2 separate regions of the Mus musculus genome follow, and region 2 is linked to region 1. A link is a contact called in public Hi-C data. All regions are on one chromosome and are shown on one strand. Each heading gives the region's core, a stretch centred on a gene start, on an enhancer-like site or on the middle of the called end of the contact. The rest is flanking DNA. Distances are from core to core; before and after follow the strand shown.

Evidence for each region. A called contact is a pair of places that touch in the nucleus more often than the background predicts.
Region 2: a contact with region 1 is called in a Hi-C map of the MNK3 cell line, with 4 times the contacts expected there. The contact joins the enhancer-like site here to the promoter of Rdx in region 1. A contact is called at or near these places in 1 of 484 Hi-C or Micro-C datasets (the MNK3 cell line), 6 of 115 datasets of contacts at active chromatin or transcription factors (bone marrow-derived macrophages, embryonic basal ganglia, embryonic forebrain and 2 more) and 2 of 9 other capture datasets (adipose tissue and liver).

What each region holds. Positions count from the first base shown.
Region 1 is chr9:52,045,575-52,052,011 of GRCm38.p6, reverse strand. Rdx (radixin) reads right to left here and starts at 4,071. Exons shown (of 14, transcript NM_009041.3): 1 at 3,580-4,071. It also overlaps the pseudogene Gm6981.
Region 2 is chr9:52,258,821-52,264,677 of GRCm38.p6, reverse strand. No RefSeq gene overlaps it. Among named protein-coding and RNA genes, the nearest start is that of Gm25562, 29 kb to the left of the region's middle. Within about 2 kb of position 2,842, at least 5 of the 459 cell types and tissues checked have an H3K27ac peak or open chromatin away from gene starts, as enhancers often do. A contact at or near this core is called in the MNK3 cell line, where this site is marked.

The DNA.
Region 1 (6,437 bases), core at 2,822-5,321:
CAGCATTCTGGAGGCAGAAAACCTCAGTGCATTCCAGGCCAGCCTGGTCTACATAGCAAGGTATAGGACAGCCAAGGCTACCCTGACTCAATACAAATAAAAACAAAAATTCTAGTTATTTTAAATTGGTGAATTTGCAAGCACTGTTATACACATTGTTGTTTAGTGTGGAGAAAACCCATATAACCCCCACCTTTTCCACTAATCTGGTTACTAGCTAGAGTCTACTATTAAAGACAGAAGAAATTAATCACATAGACAACTATTCCTTTCTAAATAGTTTCCAGGTTTAAAAAAAAAATACATATAAATGCTGCTATAAATAATAAACCTGTTTCAAAAGACATTCTATGCTTATGTGTGTGTGAGATGTGTTTACAAATTTTTACTGAGAATTTGCACTATACTTTAGAAAGGAAAAAAGTAAACCTAACCACTAATCATAAACCAATGTACTTACACAATCAATACTTCTGAAAATTAGTATAGCAAATTCCATTAATTTCATGGTGTCTTAGTCAGGATTTCTATTCCTGCACAAACATCATGACCAAGAAGCAAGTTGGGGAGGAAAGGGTTTATCCAGCTTACACTTCCATGTTTCTGTTCATCACCAGAGGAAGTCAGGACTGGAACTCAAGCAGGTCAGGAGGCAGGAGCTGATGCAGAGGCCATGGAGGGGTGCTACTATACTGACTTGATTCCCCTGGCTTGCTCAGCTTGCCAGGGGAAGCAAGGGGCCCTCCCCGCTTGATCACTAATTGAGAAAATGCCTTACAGCTGGGTCTCATGGAGGCATTTCATCACCTGAAGCTCCTTTCTCTGTGATAACTCCAACCTGTGTCAAATTGACACACAAAACTAGCCAGTACACATTGAGATGATGAGAATTTGAAATATATAATATACTTGCTGTTTAATATAAGTAATCCCATGTCAAGGTTTGCTACAGCACAACCTTATACTAACAGACTTGAGACCCATAGATAAGAATAGGGTATGCTCATCCTTGCAGGAACACTACCTGCCACATTCTATACACAAGGCAATTACTATGAAAAATGGGCCATGGACAGGACTGCAGAGTTTTGGGCATGAAGACAAGCCTTTTACTCTATGACTTTACATATTTCTGGGTGTTATAACTTTACCAATGTAGTACATGATTTTTTATAATTTTTAATGATTTAAAATATACATCCATAAAAATACTAAGAAACACATAGAAACTTAATGAATGCGACAGAGAGGATAGCTGTAAAACACACGAGAGATAGAAAAGAATAACTCTCTGAGGTCAGACTGGATGAGCTTCCTATTGGAGTCTGAAGTCAGGGCTTTCCCAGAACACCCTCTAGTGACTCCTATGGTCTAGAAACTTAAAATAACCTTATAGAGCAGCAACTTAAGCCAGCTCCCAATTCGGGATGTCAACAGGGTAGAGTAGTACCAGCCAACTTTTGATTTGCAGGGAGCCCAAGTCATTCAAGAGTGATTTCCTATTTCCCAGATTGCAGCAATAAGAGACCCAAGCTATCCAAGAAGAGTGACTTAATCTCCCAGGCTGCACCAATAACAGAAAACTGTTGCCTATACCCTACAGATATGCTTTAACAACACAGCTCAGCCTTCTCTACCTCAATGGAACAATATTTTAAAAGCCCTGGTCCTTAGGGAAAAAAGTTAAGATTTGCCACCCTGTTTTTAAATGGCTCAATTTAAAGTGTGTTAAGTTTTAAGTGAAAACTCTGAACTCTCATCATCACTCAACATTTCAGATCTACTATACTAGACTGCACATAATTTTATATTAAGAGATTGAAAAAGTGAAAATAAGTCTTCCAACCAGTCACCAGAGATTAAAAACCAGTTAATAAAAATACATTCTGCTCTTGGGAATGGTGAAGCAAGGAACAAAACTCAGTTGGTGCACCTATCTCCCATCCCCCCTACCCCCAACTACTAACAGCTACTAAGAGAAGGAGACAGCAAACCTGTTGTCCCCACCCATTACACAGAAATGCTGCAATGAAGCTGTGTAATTACCCAGGTAATCATAATCCCCACAAAATTAAGATTCATGTGTTTTTTCCACACAGCAAAATCTATTAAATCTACTCTACAAACATCTCTTGAGCCCCTCCTCCATTCTCTCCCGTGTGAAGCTACAGATGAGCAAATGAGTTTGTAGGGCCCACAGAGGGCAACTCCTCCTCACGCAGACAAGCTAAAGACTTCCTAATGACTACCCGAGTAATGTTCCAAAATACAGTTTTCAAAGGGATCTATGCAATGAAAGCCACTGTGGTTCTTTTCACAGCATACTGACAATCTGAAAAGGAGTCTGCATTTTGTCATATTTGAAGAAATTATTATTATGAAAGATAAAGTACACACTGGTGCAAGTGACAGAATTCTAAAGATTAAAAAAAAGCCCGCAATCCTAAACATTAGGCTCTCTTTTCAGATCTGATGGGGCAGTTTTGGCAAGCAGATTAAGCCATTATTTATGCAGCAAAATGAACAAGGCAATTGTTTATTCTGTGCTTCGTCACAGTCTTATAAGTATTCTATTAAAAAAAAAAAGATGCTCGGTCAACAATAGATTGCAGTGTCCAAGTATTCTTTTATCACATAAACCCTTGTTATCTTCGGCTTTTACATTTACATCATGCAAATCTTGGTGCCTCCGCACAGCCAACCGGGCATCTCCCTCACACCTCTTTTTACAAAATCTCAACTGTACTTTAAAAAAAAAAATTATAAACTTGACCTCTTAAAACACATTTCCAATGAATAACCACTCTTCTGGGGAGGGAGGAAAAAAAAACAAAACCACCCAGAATCCTGGCAACGTTTACAGAAACATCTGTGTAGGAACGGACTATTCAACTGAAATAACGCACTACTCCCTTTCAAACTTGGCTGGGCGATGGGAGTTTGGGAGCCCCGAAAGGCAGAAAAGCTGAGTTTCCTGGTGGGGTCTGCTCACTGTGCGCCAGGCGACTCCGCGGTGCGGGCAAGCCGGGGGGCCCGGAGGGCGCGGGCCGTGACTGCAGCCCCAGGTAAGGGCGGCCGGGAGCCCGGGCCTGGCCTCGCGGGCTTGCGCGGCGGGACCCGGCAACGCGACGGCCTTTCCGCGGCTCGCGCGTCCGCACGCTCTCTAGTAATCCAACACCCCGACTTTCAAACGGGAGGCCGGGGGAGAAGTTCTAGCCTCGCGGTCCCCGTCCCCGGGTTGCGAGAGAGCGTGCGACCTACGCTCCATGCGGCCCCCGAGGGCGCGCCGACCCGAGCCCCGGGCCCAGTCCACGGCGGCGGGAACCCGCACCGCCCGACGCACGGGGCGGCCAGGCCGACGGCGGACGGCGCGGCGGGAGACTCCGGGTAAGTGGCGTGGCTCAGCCGTTAACGACCACGGCGCCTCTAGGGCGGCCAGGCGCGAGTCCGTCTGTGAGGCGCGCCAGGCCCCGGGCCGCGGCGCCACAGCCCGGCAACTTCTGGCCGCCACCTCAGCGCCTCGGCGGGGAGAGCGGCCCCCGGGGCCTGGGACGGGGGAGCGCGCCGAGCAGGGCTTACCCCGAAAATGAGTGGCTCCTTCCCTGCCCGCCGCCGGCTGGCTGAGGCGCGGCTCGGCGGGGGCGTCGTGGCTGGCGGCGAACGAGCGGAGAGTCGGCGGTGCGAGCCCTGAGCCGCCTGAGAGAAGACGCGCCGCAGCCGCCGCAGACAGCTCGGCAATATGGCCGCCCGGCGCCTCCTCGGGGGGGAAGGCGGGGCCGCCCTGCGCCCCCTCCTCCCGCGGGCCGCCAGTGGCGGGGCGAGGCCGGGGCTCGAGCGCCAACCCCGCGAGCGTGTCTCCCGGCCGCCCCGGGCGGAATCGAGTGGGCCTCAGCCGGGGGTTGGGGGGAGAATACGCGCTGCGGGGCCTTCGCGAAGCTTTCCCCGCGGGACGAGGACGCCGCGGGCCAGCCCGAGTCCGAAGCCCGCAGTGAACGAAGCGGAGCCGCGCGGCCCGAAGCTCGCCGCGCGCCCGCCGCCTGCCCCCGCCCCGCGAGTGGAAACTTGAAACTCCCGCTGGTGCCAGGGAACTCACGGAGGGCGTTTCCAGCGCCCCCGAGGTGGAGCTGTTCCCGGGAGGAGGGGGGATCCCCTCGGCAGCCGCTCCAGGGTGCAGTTCGGTGCTAGGCTGCAGGATCCCGGGCTAGGAGAGGGAAGTGGGCCCAGTGTTTACAACAAAAAGAACATTAATGTGTGCAGGTTTTTAACCAGCTAGAAAGGCTGGTTGGTTTTAAATTTTGCAGTGTTTTTAACTTCCCTCAAAACGCCAGTGGGTATGACCCTATAATGCGATCAGGTTTTTTGTTCTTGTTGTTAGCAGGGATACTCCTTCCTTGGCGGTTAGAAGGAGTAGGCTGAGAAAGGAAAAAAAAAGTTGGAAGTAGGGCCCAAAGAGCAGCCAAACCTAAATTATTCTAGACTTGGAAAAAGTTACCAGTCTGACCATAGTCTCACTGTATCCACTCGCTAGAGAGAGAGACCGAGGCTGCGTTCTGGTGGGGTTACCTCGGTGCTGCCTGCCCTCAGTACTTTCTGCTGGGATTTAGAGTAACACTTGGTGCCACTTGTACACACAGCAATGGTTCAATCCTTACCTGCCTACCGCGTTCCGTTTACTCAATACCTCTTTCGTAAACGAACTGTCAATACAAATATAACGCGAATGTACGTAATTCTTACAGGACAAATACGCCATCTTTAGGGAAGCCTTAGACTTGCCTTTCCTGAGACAGTAGCTCTTCCAGGGACTCTGCAGATCCTTTCTCTGAGCTTCCTCCTCAGTGAGCTACCACCTTCACCCTCAAGAGACCTCACTAAACAATTAAAAAGCCCCCAGAGACTCCAGGTTAATCTCAGAAGTCTTTAGATTGCAAATTCCTCAAGGATGGGAACCAGCTGTGTGCTTTGTAGCCAAAACAGGTTTAGGTGGTTCTCTGAGACCACCAACTGAATACTTGTGGACCCTCTCCCCACGGGTGCAACAAAGATAGGGACAGTAAAAATGTCATGGGAGTCCCAAGTAGTACACTAATCAAACTAAAGTCGGAAGTCGGTGGTACACTTTGCAACTGAAAACGAAGCATTCATTCGTGGTCTTATGTTCAGAACAGTGAAGTGCTTTCACATGACTGCCTTGTTTAATGATTACAACAACCCTGGGCTCAAGGTAAAAGCTATTATTGGCATTAAAAGAAGCTAATGAATAAAGGGGAGCTTCAAAAAAGTTAGTTGTCAGTATAACCTGGCTAGGAAATGGCAGAGCCATGGCCAACCCCAAAGGCATGTTTGACTCAAAAGTCTGAATCTAAGAGCTCTGATCTTATCCTATGTCCTGCAGTAGCAGATGCAACCCAAGTTGTAGCATTTCAGTTGCCATCATATTCGTAAATATTTAAGTAAAAGATAGTATTCAAGCTGCTAAGATAAAAAGGGTACTCTCAAACATTGTGGATGGGAAAATGGAAACAGAGACAAATATTTAAAAAGCAGTTTGGTGGGAGAGTCAGTCGTTCAGAGGGTCCACAGCTCAGAACACATCTGAAGAAAATACTCTGGAATAGACTAAAAACTCCATCACAGTAATACCTATTAGATACAAAATCAAAGAGGAAACACACATACCGTTGCTTTATTTTGATCTTCACATCAGATATTAGCACTTTTAAATGAAGTATTGAATATTCAATCAAAATATCCCAAAGCCTTCAATGCTGTGGTGTTGGTATGTGTGCCTCCTGGTGCTGAGAACTGAATTTCCTTGCTGAGCACCTAAATGCTCTTCCACTACCCAAAGCCTAATCCCAAACAGTTCAGCTTCAGGGGAGGAAAGAACCATACGTACTTCCTAAAACAGTCTTGTTCTTGAAAGATACCTGATATTATTCAATAGATGTCAAGATATATTTTTAAATAGCATATAAGATGTTTTAAAATCATAGTCAGGTTTAGTGGCACACATCTTTAATGCAAACACTTGGGATGTAGAAGCAGAGTTCAAGGCTAGCCTGGTCTACAGAGTGAGTTCCAGGATATCCAGAGCTATATACTGATACCCTGTCTCTAAAGAAAAATGTAAAATGAGATATTGCCAAAATGTCTATGCTACACTCTTACTAGACTTGCCACAGTATGTTTGCTCATTGTCACTTCTGGAATTCCAACTATAATTTAATCTGGAATTTTAAAGCATTAGTCTCAGTAGCACACGCAAAAGTACTTCCTGAAATGAAGAAAATGTATTTATTAAATGAAGAAAATAATTTATAGATGAAGGGTTTTTGTTGTTGTTTTATTTTGCTTGTCTTGTTTTAGAGACAAAGCTCTAGGCCTCTTGCTAGTTTAAGTGAGGCTGGGATCCTGCGTCTGTTTAGGTGGTGAGG
Region 2 (5,857 bases), core at 1,593-4,092, 210 kb before region 1:
GCTATCATTTTAAATGCAATCCCTTCGATGAACTGCATCCATCTATCTGCTCTGGATTTTTGTTCACTCTTGCGGTTAAGATAGTGAAAGGCAGCGAACAGTAACCTCATCAAAGCCTGAGTGTCATGCTTTGTTAAAACGTCATCTCCCAAGTAAATTAACCCCTTACCTTTGAATTTAGACCTACTGAAATCTTGAGAGCATGGGCAAAATACACCCCGACTCCTCATCTAAATGTAATATTACTGGATGCTAGCCCAGTGCTTGAAGGAGCCCTTGTTCTCCAAAGGGAGAAAATGCACCTGGCCATCGCTCTTTGCCTTCCTAGTAACACAGTCATCTTCAATGAAGCTCTACTCATACTGCTCTCTGGCTTCTTTACCAGGTGTCTCCTCCAAAGTGTTCTGCATGCCCGCAACCAGTTCCAAAGGCAAAGAAACATGTGGTCCGGCTTATCAGATCATAGCAACAACTGCACTCCTCTGTCTGAAACACAAGGCAGGAAGGATCTACTCTAGCTTATTCTCAGAGGCTTCAGCCCATCATAGCATGGAGCATTGTGGTGAGGATATCCCTCTCTGTGGTGGTGGGGGCATGAGGTAGACAGTTCAGATGATGTAACAGACTGGGGTGTAAGGGAAGCAGCCTGGAACCAGGAGTGTGTATAATGTCTAAAGGTCCACTCTAAGTGACCTACTGATAGAAGCCAAGCACCTTCTAAGGACTCCACAACCTTCAAAAGATTGTCCCCAGCTGGTGACCAATCATTCCACATGTGAGTCTAGGGGTGGGACTTCGAAATCAAAGCATAACAATACGAAACTACATAATAATGAAGAAACCTGGGGGCAAAAACATCACCTCTGTGCATACAGTTCTTTAAATAAACCATCTTTGGCTAATACATTATAATCAGTAACCATAGCAGCATATGGATTTGAATACATGCTGCTAGATTCCATGTAACTGTCAAAATGTGAGGCTGAATTAATGTTGTTTTGTGTTATTTCTATTTCCCAGCAGGGGCAATTTGGTATGAAATTTGACTACTCTCTAAAACAGAACTGGAAATTTTTCTTTTGCATAAGTGTAAAAAAAAAAAAAAGAACACTAAACAAATTGAATTTCAGATTTGAAAGAGTTGGATCTAACATGTAGCAAATACTTCAAAGGTTTTTTTTTTTTTTTTCTTTCCTACCTGGACTAAAATATGTCATTCTTTCCAAACCATTGGAATGATAGGAACTCTTGCTACTGCTTTGTAAATAAACTAAAGATTAGAAATGTAAATAAATAGCCAAAAGCAATACTGCTGCTAGTGAGTGGTACACGCAGATCACAAGCACGGGTACCTACGTTTTACAGGGACATTCCAGATTCCAAAGTCAGATGCCTTCCTAGGACGTGTTAGTCATCCTCAGGGCCATTTTCAAGCTAAGAGAAGTGGTAGTCAGTTTCCTCTTATCATTTTTACCTGTGAGAAAATATAAGCTTTTAGTGACAAAGTGTCATCCAAGTCACTGAATTACATAATATCACAAATCCCAAATCAAGAGTTTCTAAACTATCCAAGAGTCTCTTTGCCTCTCCTGTGCCTGTGATGTCCCACCAAGGTCATTTGACACTTCTTATGTCACATGTAACTTCTGTTAGCTGTATCATGTAGGCGACATCTGTGGTTATGTCCTTAAAACTCAGGTTAAGACTGATTCCCGCCGGGCAGTGGTGGCGCACGCCTTTAATCCCAGCACTCCGGGAGGCACAGGCAGGCGGATTTCTGAGTTCGAGGCCAGCCTGGTTACAAAGTGAGTTCCAGGACAGCCAGGGCTATACAGAGAAACCCTGTCTCGAAAAAAAAAACAAAACAAACAAACAAACAAAAAACCCAAAAACAAACAAACAAACAAACAAACGAGAGACTGATTCTCATTTGCAACCCACCCGGTACTGATTCAGTTTCCTCTGCAAACTTTGATGTGTTTACCCAGGGTGCATGTTCTCTTGAGCCCTCTTCCTTGAAATGACATCTGATTCTCCACTTGGCATATTTCATATTGCCAATATGATCTTAAGTAGTATTCAGTCCCTATGCTCAGTTTTAAACAATCTACAAAGTCTCTCTCTCTCTCTCTCTCTCTCTCTCTCTCACACACACACACACACACACATAGATGTCACAGAAGTTAGAGACATTATGAACTAAACGTTAGTGAACAATGCTCATGCTGCTTTATAGATTCCGTTGCAGGTCTCTCACATTCTTCATTCTTCCATCTGTCTTGTTGCACCCCCCCCCCAATAGTCAGTATTGTCTTAAATGCACAGTGTCTCTACCCTTCGTTTGTTCCACCCTAAAATTCCCAAATCCTTTGATGACATTTTTATTTTTCATTCCCAAGTGCCTCATTAAGATCTTTTCTTTTTCCGTTTTTGTCAAGACCAATCATTCCCAAAGTAAATTTACCCAAAATAAATTCTACTGACAACTGTCAAAAAAGGAGATTCACTTTTTATCACACAGCAAGCAGTCTGAATGTTGTAAGGACCACTACTCAAAGAATAGCTCACCTAATAAGGAGATGAATACATATGACTCCAACTTCTCTTGAGCTGTCTAGTCTTTGGAATAATGAGACCGCATAGAATTACCAGTGCTGCCTCCAGTAGTCACCCACCTACTTTGAACCCTCAGGCTCATATCCTCAGTGATTTGAGGAAGACCAGCCTAACAGATAGATGATATTCAGCCAACACAACTGTGAAACCATCTAATCTACAACTCTAGGGGCCAATTTTTCTAAAGGCTGACGAAAGCAAAATAACCAGATAACCACAGGCCAAAAATGACCACAAGGTTTCAGTCAGCTATTTAGGTTTCTGAACTTGAGTCACTGGCATTCAATGGTAACAGGTTGTAAGTGTCTGATTATCTATTTTGGTTTACAAAAAAAAAAAAAAACACAGAAAGGAAAAAAAGAAAAAAAATATCTAGGGTTTTCTGGGGTTTCCATTTCTGACCGAATGGAAAGTATTAACACTCAGAAAGCAACTGGCAGTGGAAACCTGGTTTGACTTCTTGCTGCTGTGTGATTGAGGTCTGTGGAAAGCAGATTTGCAGAACAAATTTTAAAGGCTTTTGCTACCATGTCTGCCACCCTTTGTCTATAGCCCCAAAAGCAGTGATCTTTGAGATTTCAGAGTTCTTCACTCATGTAGTTTCTAGGAATGCTAGTTGGTTTCAAAATCTGAACAAAATAGGCATGAGACTGGTTGTAGGCTTGATTTACCTTGCTTCTGGAAGTAGTCCCATGTTTCCCATAGAAACACAAAAACATCTGATTACAGAGTACTCTTCCAAAGAAGAGACTCTGACAAGACCATGTATGCCAAGTCTACCCTTCTAAAATCTAAATTCTAAAATACCTTGGAATTGCAGAACACATCTGGATCCCAGGGTTTCAGATGAAAGATTATAGGTCTGCAGCGGCATGGACTCGGAATGCAGTGAGGATGACTGGAAAAAAGGAAAATGGCTACCAGAACCCTATTTTCAGAAGCACCAATTGGAGCATGCGGTCTGTCAAAGAACAGAACATTGCACATGTACTGTAGACACTATAGAACCATGGAGAAGAGAGGGCAAGACAAACCCTGAGGAAATTGCCTGTGAGAAGCTCACCTATCCATCAACCCTGAGAAGCAGAATAATAAGGCTGGAACAGTGAAAGTTTTCCATCCTCCTTTTATTTAAAAAAATTTGTTTAAAAAAAATCTAATGACCTAAGGCTTTGGGATATAGTGCAGTCAGGAAAGTATGTGCCTTGCAAACTCAGGGACTCAATTGTGATCCCCAGAATCTATATTTTTTTAAAGCCAGGTATATTGACAATACTTTGTAATCCCAATGCTGAAGATAAAAGCAGGCAGATCTCCAAGGCTCGCTGGCTGGTCAGCCTAGCCTATTTGATGAGTTCTAGCCCAGTGAGAGATCTTGGCTCAAAACCAGAAGAGGATGGTGCCTGAGGTACAACACCTGAGGTTCTCCTCTGGCCTCCACCATGTGTGTGCCTCCTGCACACAAAAAAGCTCATGAATTGAGTTCTTTAATGTTTCTTTGGTGTTTGTTTAATTTTCAGGGAAAAGAGGATTATTATTGAAAGGAGAAAGTGTAAATATGGTTATATAAAATGTTTCCCAGGGCTTGGAAATATGGCCCCACATTAAGAGCACTGGCTCTTCTTCTAGAGGATACAAGTTTGATTCCCAGGACCCAGATAGTGGCACACAGTCATTGATAACTCCAATTATAGGAGTTATCTAATGCTGGTACTGCATGTATATAGTACGCAGTCATGCATGCAGGCAAAACATCGATATACATAGAACAAAACAGAAACATTTGAAATTTTTCCCAAACTTGGCTGCACAGCCCAAACACTAGCTCTGATCTCAATTGACCCCACTGAATGAAGAGTTCCTGGTTTGTTGCCTAGGCCTATGAAGGCCTTAAAGAGACCCAGCTAACTAATGTATGAACAGGGTTCATAACTCAGGGCTCACGAACATCTTGTTTTGTTTCAACAGATGGTAAGGAAAAATCTTTTCTCCACTCTAATACAGAATGAAAGCACTTACAAGTCAGAAAAGCCCAAACTGGGATGCCTTGTTTAAATCAATGTGGTGTCATCTCTGCCAGAACTGTCAGTTTCCCTTTGATACTCCTGTTTGCAACCCAGAAACACATAAAAGCATTTGGGGGCAACAGTGTGGTCACCATGCTTTATGTCGGGAATGCTTCCTACACTTGCATGCCACCAGTATCTATTCCACGTCAGAAGGAAAAGCAGCTTCCAGCGCATCCTTTGATGTGTTGAGTGGAACGTAGCAGAACCTGTGCCTTGGACAGGAAGCCAACTTCTTTGTTCTCTCCTCTGTAAAGTATGTGACGGAGTCCGAGTTCCTTGTGAGCATGACTGTGCGGTTTTGTTCTTGCTCCTTTATTCTGAGTCACTTCAAAGTGCAGAAAAGATTGGTAAATCAGTCTCTTATCTCTAAACGATGGCTTCACAACTGCTTTCTGTTTGATGTGACCAATGTGTTTAATCACAGTACGTGCTTGGCAGCTTGTTGGTAGCTGATGATTCCAGATCAGTATCTGCTACTAGAGGGAGATCATATGCCAAGCAGGACTCATATTCTCCGTGTATTGTCCAATCAAGCTCACCCCCAAGCTTTCACCCTACTTCTTTCTCCATCTGGACTTGAAATTTCCATTTTCCCTTACTTAGACCTCCTTCTCAGAGAGGTTGACTGACCCTCAATTTTAATTACATTCTCTGTAAATTTCTCAGAATATCATATGTTTCCTCCTCATGCTCAGCAAATATTACATTATCTCTGGCTTATGTATTTTAATGTCTATTTTCCTACTAGGTAGTATTTAAAATCAGAATCCAAGATTGACATTTGTTATCATTTAGTTTGATGGAGTTTTCAGATTTAGTTTTTTTTATTCTGTTTTGTTTTGGGTTTTTTGCTTGTTTTTTTGGTTGGTGGTGGTGATGTTATTTCTATGCGACCAGTCAGTGCCTCGTGCTGATATATGAAGATTGATCAAGAAATGTTTGTTATTCTGATGCATTAAATATCCCCAATCTTTACTATGCTGAAGCCATGGGATTTTTAACTGGGCTGTTTGGAATTTTATGAAAAGTGTCAGTGAAAGCAGAAATGGCTGTAAAGCAGGGAATATCAACTGAAGGGCAGGGCCAGAGCAAGGAGATCTAGTGCACACACCTTTCAGAGTGGGGTTGGACTACCCATTGTAAAAAGAAAGTGTCCGGATTGCAGACCACTG